Linked DNA regions of Mus musculus: region 2 is linked to region 1. Evidence: chromatin contacts called from public Hi-C data. All regions are on one chromosome and are shown on one strand. Each heading gives the region's core, a stretch centred on a gene start, on an enhancer-like site or on the middle of the called end of the contact. The rest is flanking DNA. Distances are from core to core; before and after follow the strand shown.

Evidence for each region. Hi-C and Micro-C count contacts between places; a contact is called where the count stands out from the background.
Region 2: a Hi-C map of trophoblast stem cells shows a contact between it and region 1, with 2.4 times the contacts expected there. The contact joins two enhancer-like sites. A contact is called at or near these places in 3 of 15 datasets of contacts at CTCF or cohesin (the NIH/3T3 cell line, large pre-B cells and pro-B cells), 47 of 484 Hi-C or Micro-C datasets (the AML12 cell line, the Ba/F3 cell line, CD4 T cells and 36 more), 17 of 115 datasets of contacts at active chromatin or transcription factors (CD8 T cells, DN3 thymocytes, the HPC-7 cell line and 11 more) and 1 of 9 other capture datasets (bone marrow-derived macrophages).

The regions. Positions count from the first base shown.
Region 1 is chr10:40,437,364-40,443,845 of GRCm38.p6, reverse strand. The region is part of intron 4 of Cdk19 (cyclin-dependent kinase 19); the gene reads right to left. Among named protein-coding and RNA genes, the nearest start is that of Gm32234, 13 kb to the left of the region's middle. Within about 2 kb of position 2,950, at least 26 of the 459 cell types and tissues checked have an H3K27ac peak or open chromatin away from gene starts, as enhancers often do. A contact at or near this core is called in pancreatic cancer cells and trophoblast stem cells, where this site is marked.
Region 2 is chr10:40,524,725-40,531,206 of GRCm38.p6, reverse strand. No RefSeq gene overlaps it. Among named protein-coding and RNA genes, the nearest start is that of Slc22a16, 42 kb to the left of the region's middle. Within about 2 kb of position 3,381, at least 118 of the 459 cell types and tissues checked have an H3K27ac peak or open chromatin away from gene starts, as enhancers often do. A contact at or near this core is called in pancreatic cancer cells and trophoblast stem cells, where this site is marked.

The DNA of each region.
Region 1 (6,482 bases), core at 1,701-4,200:
AACAATGTCTCTGTTCCAGGGTTAGTCACAGCCCTCACAGTCCAAAGCCCCATCTACGGGCTTGCTTCTTCCTCTTTTACTTTTTATTTAGTTTAATTTTTATCTGTGTGTCTTGTTCATTCTCATTATAAAAGAAATAAAGCGTATCAGAGAACAGCGGCAAACTGAGCTCTCTCTAACTGAACACTCAGGCCTCCCGCAGACTCTCCCCAGGCCAGCTCTGGCAATCTCTAGGCACACTGACTCAGTTCCTTGCCTCTACAAGTCAATGTACGCTCAGAGGACAATAGAACCGTCACCCGTGACCTGAAGAAAGCAAAGTGTGTCAGTCTTACGTGAGAGATCCCTGAGTGCTCAATAAGAGATCTGAACACTGCCAGTACTGGTGACCACCTGGGTAACCATTTATCACAACTTATCAACTTGTAATTAAAGTGGAAATAGCATTTTATATAAATTTTGCCATCAAGATTGATGGCTAGTTTAGTGTTAATATAACCAGCCTCCTTCAAAACCTTAAGGCTCCTGCTCCTGTCTATGGCCTTTGGTTTTGTCTGCTTTTCTCTTTGTAGCTATTTTTATTTTTGTTTATGTGTCTTTGTGTGTGTGCAAATGTGCACATGTACACCGCCTGGATTAACCCCTCCCCATCCCCACCCCCACTACCAACTTTCTTAGGGTTCCTATTACCTAGATAAAGCACCTTGGCTACAAACAACTTAGAGTGGAAAAGCTTTATTTCATCTTGTAACTCTAGCTCAGATCATACTCAAAGTCACTGAGGGAGGTCTGAGCAGGAACTCAAAGCAGGAACTCAAAGCAGGAACTGGAGCAGAGGCCATGGAAGAGTGTGACTTACTGGCTTGCTCCCTTCAGCCTGCTCAGCTTGCTTTCTTATAGCGCCCAGGGTCACCTGCCCAGGTGCGGCACTGCACCAGTGGGCTGGGCCCTTCCACGTCTATCACTAATTAAGAAAATGCCAGAAAGGCTTGCCTACAGCCCTATCTTTTGGAGGTGCTTTCTCTTTCGAGGCTCCCACTTCTCAGATGATTACTCTACCTGTGTCAAGTTGGCAAAAAATTCACCAGCACAAGTGTCCCCTCCCGGCTCGCGGCTGGCTGGCTGGTGCTGCCTCCTCCCTTCTCCCAAGTCACCCCACACACTTTTCTCATTCTTACTCCTAACCAAGGTCTTCTCCAGGAAGCCTCTCCTTCCCTTTAAGGCCTGACCATGTTTACTTCTCCCTATCCCACACTGCTCTGTCTAGAGCTCGCTCCCCTCCACCTCAAGGCCAATCAAGGCCCCAGGCCCATTCACACTATCAAGCTTAATCCTTCCTGGGGATTATGGAAACTTCCTCTGCAGACAGAGCTCTGCCATTCTTGTTTTTTTGTTTATCAGTATGTGCTCTGGTTTTGTTTCTGTTGTTGGGACAAACAACCTAACTAAAGCAACCGGAAAGAAAAGGTTTGCCTGGCTTTCTAATCAGGTCAGTCTACTCATCATCTTAGGGAAGTCAGTGCAGGAACTCAGGCAGTTAGCCACAGGGCATGCATAGCTTTCTTCACTATTGTCAGCTTAGAGCCCTGCCCTACTGCCTCACAGCCCTGCCCTGGCAAGATGACATTTAAAACATTGCAGACCAGTTAAGTCCATTCAGATAAGTACTATCTTCTGTAGTAACTCTCTCTAACTACAATTAATAAATCAAATGACAATAGAAAGTCATCTGACTAGCATAGCATTCTTGCCTCTAGAGCCTCTCAGTAATATCTCATTTAAGAGGGAAGAATGAAAACTAAGCTGTTCAAAGCACTTACTAGGTTTGATGTTAGTTAACTTTTTAAAATTTCCATATTTTAAATATTAAGACTTGGTGAAATATTTGTAGTATTCAGATGTACTCTCCAGGACACATGGACTGGCGTTTAACCCTTTAGAAACCAGGAAGGATGATCCCCACACATCTGAGCTCTGCTTAAGCAGAGAGGCTACAAAGAGGGTCAGGCTGAAGGAATGCTGGGGAGGAAGGCACGTCTGGAGCGCTGGTGAATTAATGAGGACTGTCCAGAGGGCCTCTGGAAGGGCTGGCAGGAGGATTTCAGAAGTTCAGTGTTAAGGTAGGGAGCCAACTGCATAAACTCCAAGACCTCCATACACAGGAAAGGGAATGGAAGTCTAATGGCTAGCTTAGAAACTGCTATCCTCTACTTTTTATTTACAGAGATTAATTTACTTTTTATCTGTATGCACGTTTTGTCTACATGTATGTGTGTGCACCACATGTATGTGTGGAGCCCGAGGCACCAGAAAAAGTGTAGATCTGGAACTTGAATTACAAATGGTTGGGAGCAGCCATCTGGGTGCTAGGAACTTAACCTGGTCCTCTACAAATGCAGCAAAACACTCAACCTGAGCCGTCTCTAGAGCCCCTCTGAACTTTAAACAAATATAAATTCAGCTCACTAATATAAAACAAAAGACAAAAAACCAACACCTCATAGTGCAAGTTGAACTTGTAGGACAGAACTTGCACAAATACTGTCTGAAAGAGAAGAGCCAGGCCAGGCCCGAGCATTCGCTCCCGTCTTCACTCAGTAAAGCCCAGAGCTGAGCAGGTGCTGGGCTCTAGCATATGAGAGAGGAAAGACAGTCTAACTGTAGGTCACACATGGCGCAGACCTGGGAGTAATGCGCTAAAACTGAGGACCAGTGGACCTACTTGGTGCTGCTGTCGGCCAGCATGGCTCTGTCTGTGTTAAGTGTCACATGCTCTGCCTGCAGACAACCTTCTCACGTGCTTACGAACACACACATTGAGGCAGCAGCAGGGCAGGGGCAGTGAGGTGTGCACTCTGCTCTAGGAAGCTCACCACTGCTAACTAAAGGCTGCCAGCTCCATCCTGGCCCTCCCCAGCCCGAGCGGCAATCCCATGAGCACAGTCACCCGGCACCTCATCATCTTCCTCTGCGATGTAGCCTGCCTGCTGAACCTAAGATACAGCTCACTCTCTGTTTACACGTTCAATATTTATAGACTTACGCCTCTCCTTCATTGTCTCTCAGCCAAGAGAAATACATTTAGCTCTTTCGCCTTTCCTTTTAAAGCCAATTCCTCGACCCAAATAATCTTTTAAGTGGCTTAAAATTCTCTGCTTTTGTATGACATTCTAGGATCTAAATCATATACCTGAAATACTGTTCCAGACATGAAAAAAATCACAGTTTAAAAAATCATTTTGAGGGGCTGGTGAAATGGCTCAGCAGGTAAGAGCACTGACTGCTCTTCTGAAGGTCCTGAGTTCAAATCCCAGCAACCATATGGTGGCTGGCTCACAACCACCCGTAAGGAGATCTGATGCCCTCTTCTGGTGTGTCTGAAGTCAGCTACAGTGTAGTTATGTATAATAATAAATAAATTTAAAAAAATCATTTTGAAGATTAATGATTCTGTATATGAACTCTAGAACCTTAGCTTTTAGCTACTCTCAATTTCCGTTCTTTATATTATCAAGCAGCAAGTTTATATTTTTTCTCATAATGTACTTGCATGATTTCCTATGAAATCATCAGCTAGAGACAGTAAGTACAAAGACACAGTTGTGACTCACAAATGGTCTAAAGCAAAGGGAAACGGCGCAGTTAAAAGCTCTCCAGAGTCTCATAGAATAGCGCTAGTCTTCAGCCCACTACAATCAATTTCATATATCTCCATCTCCTTTTAAAAAACAAACCCTTATGTTATACACTTTCCATTTCTCCACTGTGACAATGTAAATGTATGGATTAAATATCCTACTCCTGAAAACACTTGGGCTCACCCTATGGACAAAAAAAAACATTTTGTAATCAGGGAAGAATCCATTCTTTTGATCACAAAGTTTCAGGATCTTAAAACAAACCAACCCTCTGAATAAACTCCAGACCCAGCTGTAACCCGAGTATTTTTGTTTTTCTTTACATTACACCATTTACTCCTACTTGAGCCAGGCAGAATCCATGTCCTTTCTGAGATAATATAAGTGCCTTCTCACCTTACAATTTCTTATTTCAATTTTTTTATAACCAGCATTCCTTCCCTCCTTAAGTTTTTAAATTCTGTGTCAAAGTCCAGGTCAAGCCTCGCCTCCCCCCACCGCACCCCCCCCCCCCTTGCACCACACACAGAGATCTTCTTGGCTTGAATCGCAGCCCTGAGTATGCACCTGGAGGACCTACCATCCTATTCCCTGGGTTAAATCTGTTGGTGCACAGGTAGGTCCTGACGCTCCTCTTAGTCCCCACCTCCTTTGAGGGCCTCTGATACAGGTGCACCTGTATCATTCCCATTTTTCTCTTATGTACAAGCGCACGCGCACACACACACACACACACTAAAAGTTCATGGAGGACAGTGTTTCAAATTCTGCTATTTCTACAATATTTACTGTATATAAGAAGGATCAAACCCCTGCCTTTTCAAAAATGTTAGTCCGTAGTCTGGGAGATGATCTAAGACAGTGGTTCTCAACCTTCCTTTTTTTTGGTTTTTCAAGATAGGGTTTCTCTGTGTAGCCCTGGCTGTCCTGGAACTCACTCTGTAGACCAGGCTGGCCTTGAACTCAGAAATCTGCCTGCCTCTGCCTCCTAAGTGCTGGGATTAAAGGCGTGTGAGCCACAGTTCCTCATGTTGTGGTGACCCCAACCATAAAATCATTTTTATGGCTACTTCATAACTGTAATTTTGCTATTGTTATGAATTATGATGTAAGTATGTTTTCTGATGGCCTTATGCGACTCCTGTGAAAGGCTGTTCAACCTCCAAAGGGGTTGCAACCCACAGGTTTATAACCACTGATCTAAGGCATCTACATGATATAAACAATACCACAAAAGAACATGAAATATAACAAGAATGTATAACAAAATTTCATCTCAAAATTGAGTTGGAATATTTTTAAAAAGCTTTAATTTTTAAAAATGTATTTCAGTTTATTATATTTATTCATGTTCATTTAATTTTACTATATTTATTCATACATTTTTGTGCACGTTTGTTTGTGCCCGTGGAGGCCAGGAGACAGCATCAGCTCCCCTGGGGCTGGAGTGATCGACAGTTGTGAGCTGCCATGTGGGTGCTGGGAATGAAACCCGGGTCCTTGGCAAGAGCGGCCAGTGCTTAACTGCTGAGGTGGCTCCAGAGCTAAGTTTTAAATACTGCTACAGAGCCTCGAAAGACAAGCACATCTGAGTATGGAGAGACAAGGACAAGAATAAGACAAGGAAATGCAAGCCATTAAGGCAAGAAATCTCAGGACAATGTAGGAATAACCAATAGTAGAAGGCAAGCAGAAAGGGATGGGGTCAGGGGAGTGTCTGAAGTCAGTAGAGCTATATTCAGTAAGATCCTGAAAACTGTACTTATGCCAAAGTTCCTGAAAGGCTAATACATGGTTACCAGGTCTACATGGACTGGAAGGAGAAAGACTGTTAAAGGAGTTAATGTAGTAGACACATTTAGAAGCTGTAACATGATAAAAGACAGATGGAATAAAGGCCTGAACAAGGAAGAGGTTACAGGGGGTAAAAACAGCTGAGAAGAAGAGAGAATATAAATTTGACAATGCCGTGTTCTAGATGTAAACTACAAAAAAGGCCAAAAGTCTGGATGCCAAGAGGAGGCTGGTGCTGTAACCAAGAGAGAGGACACTGCAGACAGACAGCAAATAAACAAGAAAATCGGAGTCCTAGTTATACTGATTAGTGTCCATGGACTGTCAGAAAACTATTCCACTGAGAACAAAACAGTAACTCTGTAAAACAAGATGAACACTCAAACCAACCCTGAATAAAAGATTCTCACTAATGATTCAGATGTGACTGGAACCTTGAAAACAGCGATCTAAATGCTGACCACGTGGCCGGTCACTCCAGAACAACCTCACGTGTCTCTGAAGCATTCAGAATGTGGTAATTAACTCATGGTAAATACAGAACTGGATGCTAGGAGACTTAAAGATCTTCATAATCCTTATTTTTTTTTAAATCGAAGTTTCTTTTTTTTCAATTTGAATCTTTTATTAGATATTTTCTTCATTTACAATTCAAATGCTATCCCAAAAGTCCCCTATACCCTCCCCTGCCTTGTTCCCCTACCAACCCACTCCCACTTCCTGGCCCTGGAATTCCCCTATACTGGGGCATATATGATCTTTGCAAGACCAAGGGCCTCTCCTCCCAATGATGGCCGACTAGGCCATCTTCTGCTACATATGCAGCTAGAGACAGGAGGTCAAGGGGTACTGGTTAGTTCATATTGTTGTTCCACCTATAGGGTTGCAGACCCCTTTAGCTCCTTGGGTACTTTCTCTAGCTCCTCCATTGGGGGCCCTGTGTTCCATCCAATAGATGACTGTGAGCATCCACTTCTGTATTTGCCAGCCACTGGAATAGCCTCACAAGAGACAGCTATGTCAGTGTCCTGTCAGCAAAATCTTGCTGGT
Region 2 (6,482 bases), core at 2,132-4,631, 87 kb before region 1:
AATGATTGCCAGTCTTGCTTTGTTTCCAGTGGGAGAACGAAATAATAAACTGCGTGAAAACTGTTTATTTTTTAGGTAGAAAAAATTGAATTGACCAAAAATACATTTTCTAAAAACCATTAAGGGCCTCGAAGAGACAGAAATGGATACTGTAATGACAGCAGCATTGGATAGTGGAGCTTTGGGGCATAACTGTGCCATGGGGAAGCAACAGCTCTTGAAAATTCAGGACTCCAAACAGAGCCATAGTGAGCTCACACACTTTAGAAATGGCTGTTTCACAATTCAGAAAGCCATAGCATTTTCTGAACAGGATCCCGTGGGGCTCACTCTTGGACTGCAGCCAGCTGTAGGACAGAGGGCGCAAGCACACGGTGTTTTAGTATGCCTTGTACAACTCTGGTTTACTTAGCACCTTGCATGGAACCTTTAAAGGTTCTCTTTAATGAGGAAAAGGAAGTCTTTAATGAGGAAAAGGACAGGGTGGTTTAAAAGGTTTATGAGAGCATTAATATATGGGAGGGATTTTCTTCTCAGTCATTTGAAAGTACCACCTCCTCCAGTCACTCCTGAGAATGAGAACTAGGTCTTGAGGCAGAATAGGGGAGGGGGAGGAATGCTGGTAGAGCCTCTCATCCAGGACCCCTCGTGCACATTAGGGACTAAGTCCACCCAGTCTTATAGCAGCTAGCTCTGCATCACTTCAGCAAAAAGGGGAGAACTCAAGGAAGAATGTGGGCATCTATTCCAGGTTGTAAAACAATGTCTTCCATCTGCCTACAACTTACTTCTTTAGTTTGAGTATTCTCCTCCCACCCCTCCCCCTCTCTCTCATTGATATTCTTGGGATAGACAGTGACACGTAGCTTCCTGGGTCATGGTTCATGAGGAGATGAGCTCACCTGTCCATCCAAAATCATGTCTCCCCTGCTGGCCTAGCGTGGCTCAGCTCTCAGTGTCCGTTAGTTAAATGAGTGGATCTCTCAGTAAAGTCTCGGAACCCAATCCATAGTTTACTGAAGCCGTGGCCCCACCTACTTTCAACTCTTTTAAAGAAAAGGGTATGTTGTTTTTTGTTTCATGTGTGTGTACCACCTGTACACAGGTGTCCACAGAAGCCAGAAGAGGGCTTTAGAGTCCCAAGAGCTGCAGTTATAAGCAGTTGTAAGCCACCAGACACGTTACAAAAAAAATAAAAGAAAGAAAGAAAAAGAAAAAGATGGGCCTGGAAGGATAGCTCACCAGTTAGGAGGTTCAGTTCCCACCACTCGTGTGGCTCACAACCCCTGTAATTCCAGTTTCAGGAATTCAATGCCTGCTTCTGCATTATGCCTGTGTACCACTTGTGTGCTTTGCCCAAAGAGGCCAGAAGAGGGCATCAGAAGCCCTGGGACTGGAGTTACAGTTAAAAGCCACCTTAAACGATTCTGGGAATTGGACTCAAATTCTCTTGAAGAGCAGCCTGCGCTATCTCTCCGCCCCACAATTTTTATTTAAAGGTTGTTTTTAACTTATGAATCGATGAGAGCCACAAAGTGGATGCTGGTAACAGAACTTGGGTTCCCAGGGAAGAGCAACGAGTTGTTGAGCATCTCTCCAGCCCCAAATTGTCCCAAATCTTGCTGATTAGTGTGTTCATTCCCCGTTTGTTTCAAATTTTCTTCTGTTACAAATGAAATGTTTAGACAGCTAAGAGTTCTACATCTTGATTCAAAGGAAGTCAGGAGAAGACTGGCAAAGTCCACCCCCACAGTGACACACTTCCTCCAACAAGGCCATACGTTTCCAACAAGGACTCATCTCCTAATAGTGTCGCTCCTTGTGGGTCAAGCATTCAAACACATGAGTTTGTGGGAGCCACACCTGTTCAAACCAGTGCGCACAGCAATAGAAACCTAAACTAAGATAGTGTTCCAGTGTACTCCAGCTTAGTTTTTGAGATGGGGCTCCTCACGAACCTGGTGGAGCTTAAACCATTTTGGCCAGAATAACTGGAAGACTGTGGGGCTGTGGGTGTGGGGGGAAGAGGGGAGTGGGAGAGAGCCCGTGTCCCATCAGAGTTCCGGTGCTCTGGGTGGGCAGATGAGGGAGGACTGCCGCACGCTTTCCACGCAGCCCTGGGTGAGTGTCTAGCTGTGTGAAGCCATGGACCCCAGCTCTGTGGGTGGTGGACAAGGGGCAGTCCTAGGCACCAGGTTCCCAGCTTCGGGTATCCCATACACCAATGGAAACCTCAGAAGAGCTGAGAACAGAATAAGGACCCCGGGACAGCCCTGAGCCCCAGGGCCGAAGTGAGCAGAGGGCAAGGGGAGAAGGCGCTTGATGGTTCCCACATGGGCTGGAGTGCAGGAAGACTGTCCAGCGGGAGTTTAGACATGGCTCATTAGGAGAAAGCCTATCCGATCGTTCAAGCACGGCAGGCCTTGATGAGCAGAGACAAGTCTATGGTTTTAGAGCTTTATTGTAGAAGGCAGGGGGAAGGAGAAAAGGTAGAAAGAGAGAGGCTGGCCATGGACACATGCGGGGGGGGGGGGTGGCGGGGGGGGGAGAGAAAGAGGGCTAGAGAAGAGAGTAAGAAAGGTGAAAGCTTAAAGAGAGCAAGGAGGGACCAAGCAGCCCCTCTTATAGTGGGCTGGGCTATCACTGTGTAACTGTGGGGAGGAGCATACCTGGCTATAGTCAGGTAACTGTTGGGGTGGAGTCTAGCCAGAATGCCAGAAGCTTGGGGCATTGTCTGTGTGATTGGTAGTCACAGAATTTTATGGAGTTGGAGGCTCTGTGGTTTCAGGCACCAAATTCTGGGAACATGGCTTGCTTTTCCATCCCTTGTAGAGTTTCCTACTGGGTTGCTGAAGCAAGCCCCATTCAACCAAAATAGACTGCCTATCACAGTCCCACAGCAGACAAGTCCACAGAATCCACCTGTCTCTGCCTCTGTCAATGCCAGGGGCTGCAGTTACAGACCCACATAGCTACACCCAGCTTTTACATGAGTAGTGGGCATTAGAACTCCTGTCCTTGTGCTTGAAGATCAAGTACCTTACCACCCCCTGCCCCAGCCCTTGAGCCCTACCCTTTTAATTATTGTTTTTATCAGCCATTTAAAAAATACATTACCAACTTAAAATTTTCCTATTGGGTCTGTGCTGCTGGCTGGTAAAACAGAACTGCATAAGAGCAGGGTGCATACGCATATACTGTAACTTTTATTTTAACAAAAAGTGTCCCAAACAGTTGTAAAATGATCCACACTATCACCTTTTTTCTTTACAGAAATACAAAATGTGGGAGACCTCGTTTTTTCTAGCCACTTTATTAACTCTGAAAGAATGTGCTGGTCGCCTGCTCACGTGTGCCTTCAGTCCTCTCTGCAAGGGCAACTGTGTGTCAGCAGCACTTCCTGTGTTCATAGCAACCTTCTGCACAAAGCTGCCCCAGGGCAATACCATGTCCGATGTCCCGCTTTTCTTCTGCAGCCTGGAAGCCCCCACCGGAAGTGGGTTCTGAACTCATAGAAACCACACCCACATACAGAAGGTACTCAGAAAATGTTGCTGAGGGGGCAGGGTCCTTGTCCCTCAACATTCCTCGATTTTCCCTGCCACTCAGGACAAGGCAGTCCTGTGTCCTGCGACTGCACTGCAGATAGACTTCTGTAGCCTTCAGAAGAATCTAGAACTCAGCTGTCCTGGGAAGAAGATGGTAGCAATATTTGTACTCGCTGTACTAGCAGTGTTGTGGACTACCTTCCCCGGCATCACTTTCTAAAGAGTAACTGGAAAGTCTACCTGAAATTACCTGAAGTTGTAACATTCAGACTGAAGTGTGCAGCCAAACCTTACATTTTTTTTAGAGAGACCAGAACTCCCTGGGAAGACCATGGCACACTTACAGAGAGGCGCTGTTACCCACAAAGAATGATGGCTCACCTCTCACCTAGTCTAAACAGGATCTTCCTCTGACCTCTCAGAGTGTGGTGTGTGTCCCAGGAAATTGCCAGTCCTGGGGACAAGTGACTCAGGACTGAGGAAGCTAAAGGTGGGAAGTCACTGATGGCTTTCAGCTAGGGACCACAGGGCAAAAGAAAGCTGTGATAGATCTGCACCAAGAGTAGTCCGGAACTTTTGGGGGCCGGATTGGAGTGACTGGACAGGACTACATAGAGATTCACTGTTTCAAAAGAGAAGGAGGAAGAGGAGGAGGAAGAGAGAATCTTGCCTCCCATCCTCACATTGTCTGTAAAGATTAACTAGAAAGCAGCCAGTGACTTAAACACAAGAGTCAGATTTTATAAGTCTGTAACTTTTAAAAATGTATAATTATTGGTGTGTGTGACGGGAGGGTGTGTCAAAGGACAATTGGGCAGAATCCGTTCTCTCCTTGGGTCCTGGGGATGGAACTCAGGTCACCAGGGAAATCGCCTCTACTGAGCCATCTCAGCAGTCCCAAATCTAAAAAATTTAAAGATAACTGCTCTGCCTGTTAATTTCTGAGCGATAATGTTATAATCAGTGCCTTGTGCCTTGACACAGCCCACATTTATTATCTCCCGATTCCCATGGGCCAGGCTCCTCTGCTTGGAGTCTCAATGGCTGCCATCAAGCTCCTAGACATGTGATCTCTTGATGCCACAAAGCCAGATTCTCCAGCTAGATGGGCACAGTTTCTTATGTAACAGTCATGTAATCACCGGTGCAGCCATCCGCTGTACAGCATTCTGCCTAGCAGCAAGCCACAGATCTTGCCCACAGTCGAAGCCAAAAAGCAGTAATGTAACGATGAAGAGAAGCACAGTTACCCTGCCCTGTCTGTACATGGACCCCACGGTAGAATGAAAACCTACGGAGGAGGAAACCCTGCCTCTGACTGTATTTGGCTTCTTGTCACTTTTCCTGGAGTGGTGCTGCCTGGACCCTCCCATTTACCCTGTATCCTGTATTACAAACAACCTGGAGGCAGACCAAAGTGCTTACGAGAATACAAAGAACTTGAGGGTCTGTGAAGGCCCTGGAAACAGATTCCCAGGGATCTCTAAGGAGAGCAGATAGGAGGCTTTTCTGAATGGGGAAGATGGATACAGGATCACGCAGACCATCTGTTTGCATAAAATCTTTTCTCTGTGGATGTTCCTTGGGCTCCCTGTCTGCTCCATTCTTTCCTGTGCATGGCTTTAGTTCCTCTCTTGCCCTGGCTTCTGACAGAAGGGGGAAGGAGCACACTATGGGTCAGCAGCAGCATCTCGCACACAGTTAGTTCCTGAAGTTGGGTGTAGCCGGGTTGTGCAACGGGAAATCCACAGCCTGATGGGCCTGGGAGATCCCAGCTCTCAGATCCCAGCTCTCACTTGCTGGTTAGGTGAACAGCAGCTAAGATGAAATACTTCCTACTCCCTCTCTCGTACATAACCTCAGGGCTCAGAGATAATTAAATCAGATAAAGTGAGGAAACGGCCAGGTTCACAAAATGATTAAAGATTGCTGTTATTTATAGATGATAGTAACTAGCAGTGCTGTGCTCTAAGTGGGTACGCTCAACATGAAACAGAAACGAGGAGGTCCCTGTGACAGCTATTTATTTGCATATATCGAAACACCAGGATTCTTGCTGACTGTCATAAGGATGGCTACAGCCAGGCATACATACTCTGACAATGGGCTCTTTACAGATCACCTGCAGGATGTCTCTCTGTTTGTTTGTTTTTGTTTTTCAAGACAGGGTTTCTCTGTGTAGCTCTGACTATCCTGGAATTCTCTCTGTAGACCAGACTGGCCTTGAACTCAGAAATGCTCCTGCCTCTGCCTCCCAAGTGCTGGGATTAAAGGCATGTGCCACCACTATTTTTATTATTATCATCATCGTCGTCGTCGTCATTATTAATTTTCATATACGAACAAGATAAATCTTGAGATACTTTAAGACTTTCCTTCCTATTCTGTCGAGAGTGTGGCTGCTTCACACAGGGGTGAAAATACACTAAATAAGATTTCTGTGTCTGATTATTATTAAATTAAAACGCACCAGTGTCCTCTGCGTGTAGTAACACTTTCTTCCACAAGGGGGCAGAATAAGGCTGCATATAATGTTCTTCTTAAAAGGGAAGAAGTTTGTATTACATCTTAAGAGACACTGTATTCCAGTCATTGTTTAAACTTAATTTTTTTATTTCCTACATACATGAATTAATTGTATTCTCTAAAGCAAGAGAAACGAAAATCGCAAAATCATTTGGGAAAATGTTGTTCTTAGCCGACAGCTGGTTAAATTAGCGGCTTAATTCTCTGTTTAAAAATGCTAAAAATTCATCAGCTTTTCTGGGAATCATTTCCTATAGGTCCTGAAGAGGCTTTATGGCTCTAAATTGTTCTCCATTCCTAATTCTTGGTATGCTTGCTACAGGCCATCAAGTTCATGGGTTTATTATAGCCTTGCAAATTAGTAGAAAAAATTTACTAGCTCATAAACATTTTCTCAGTTCCATCATA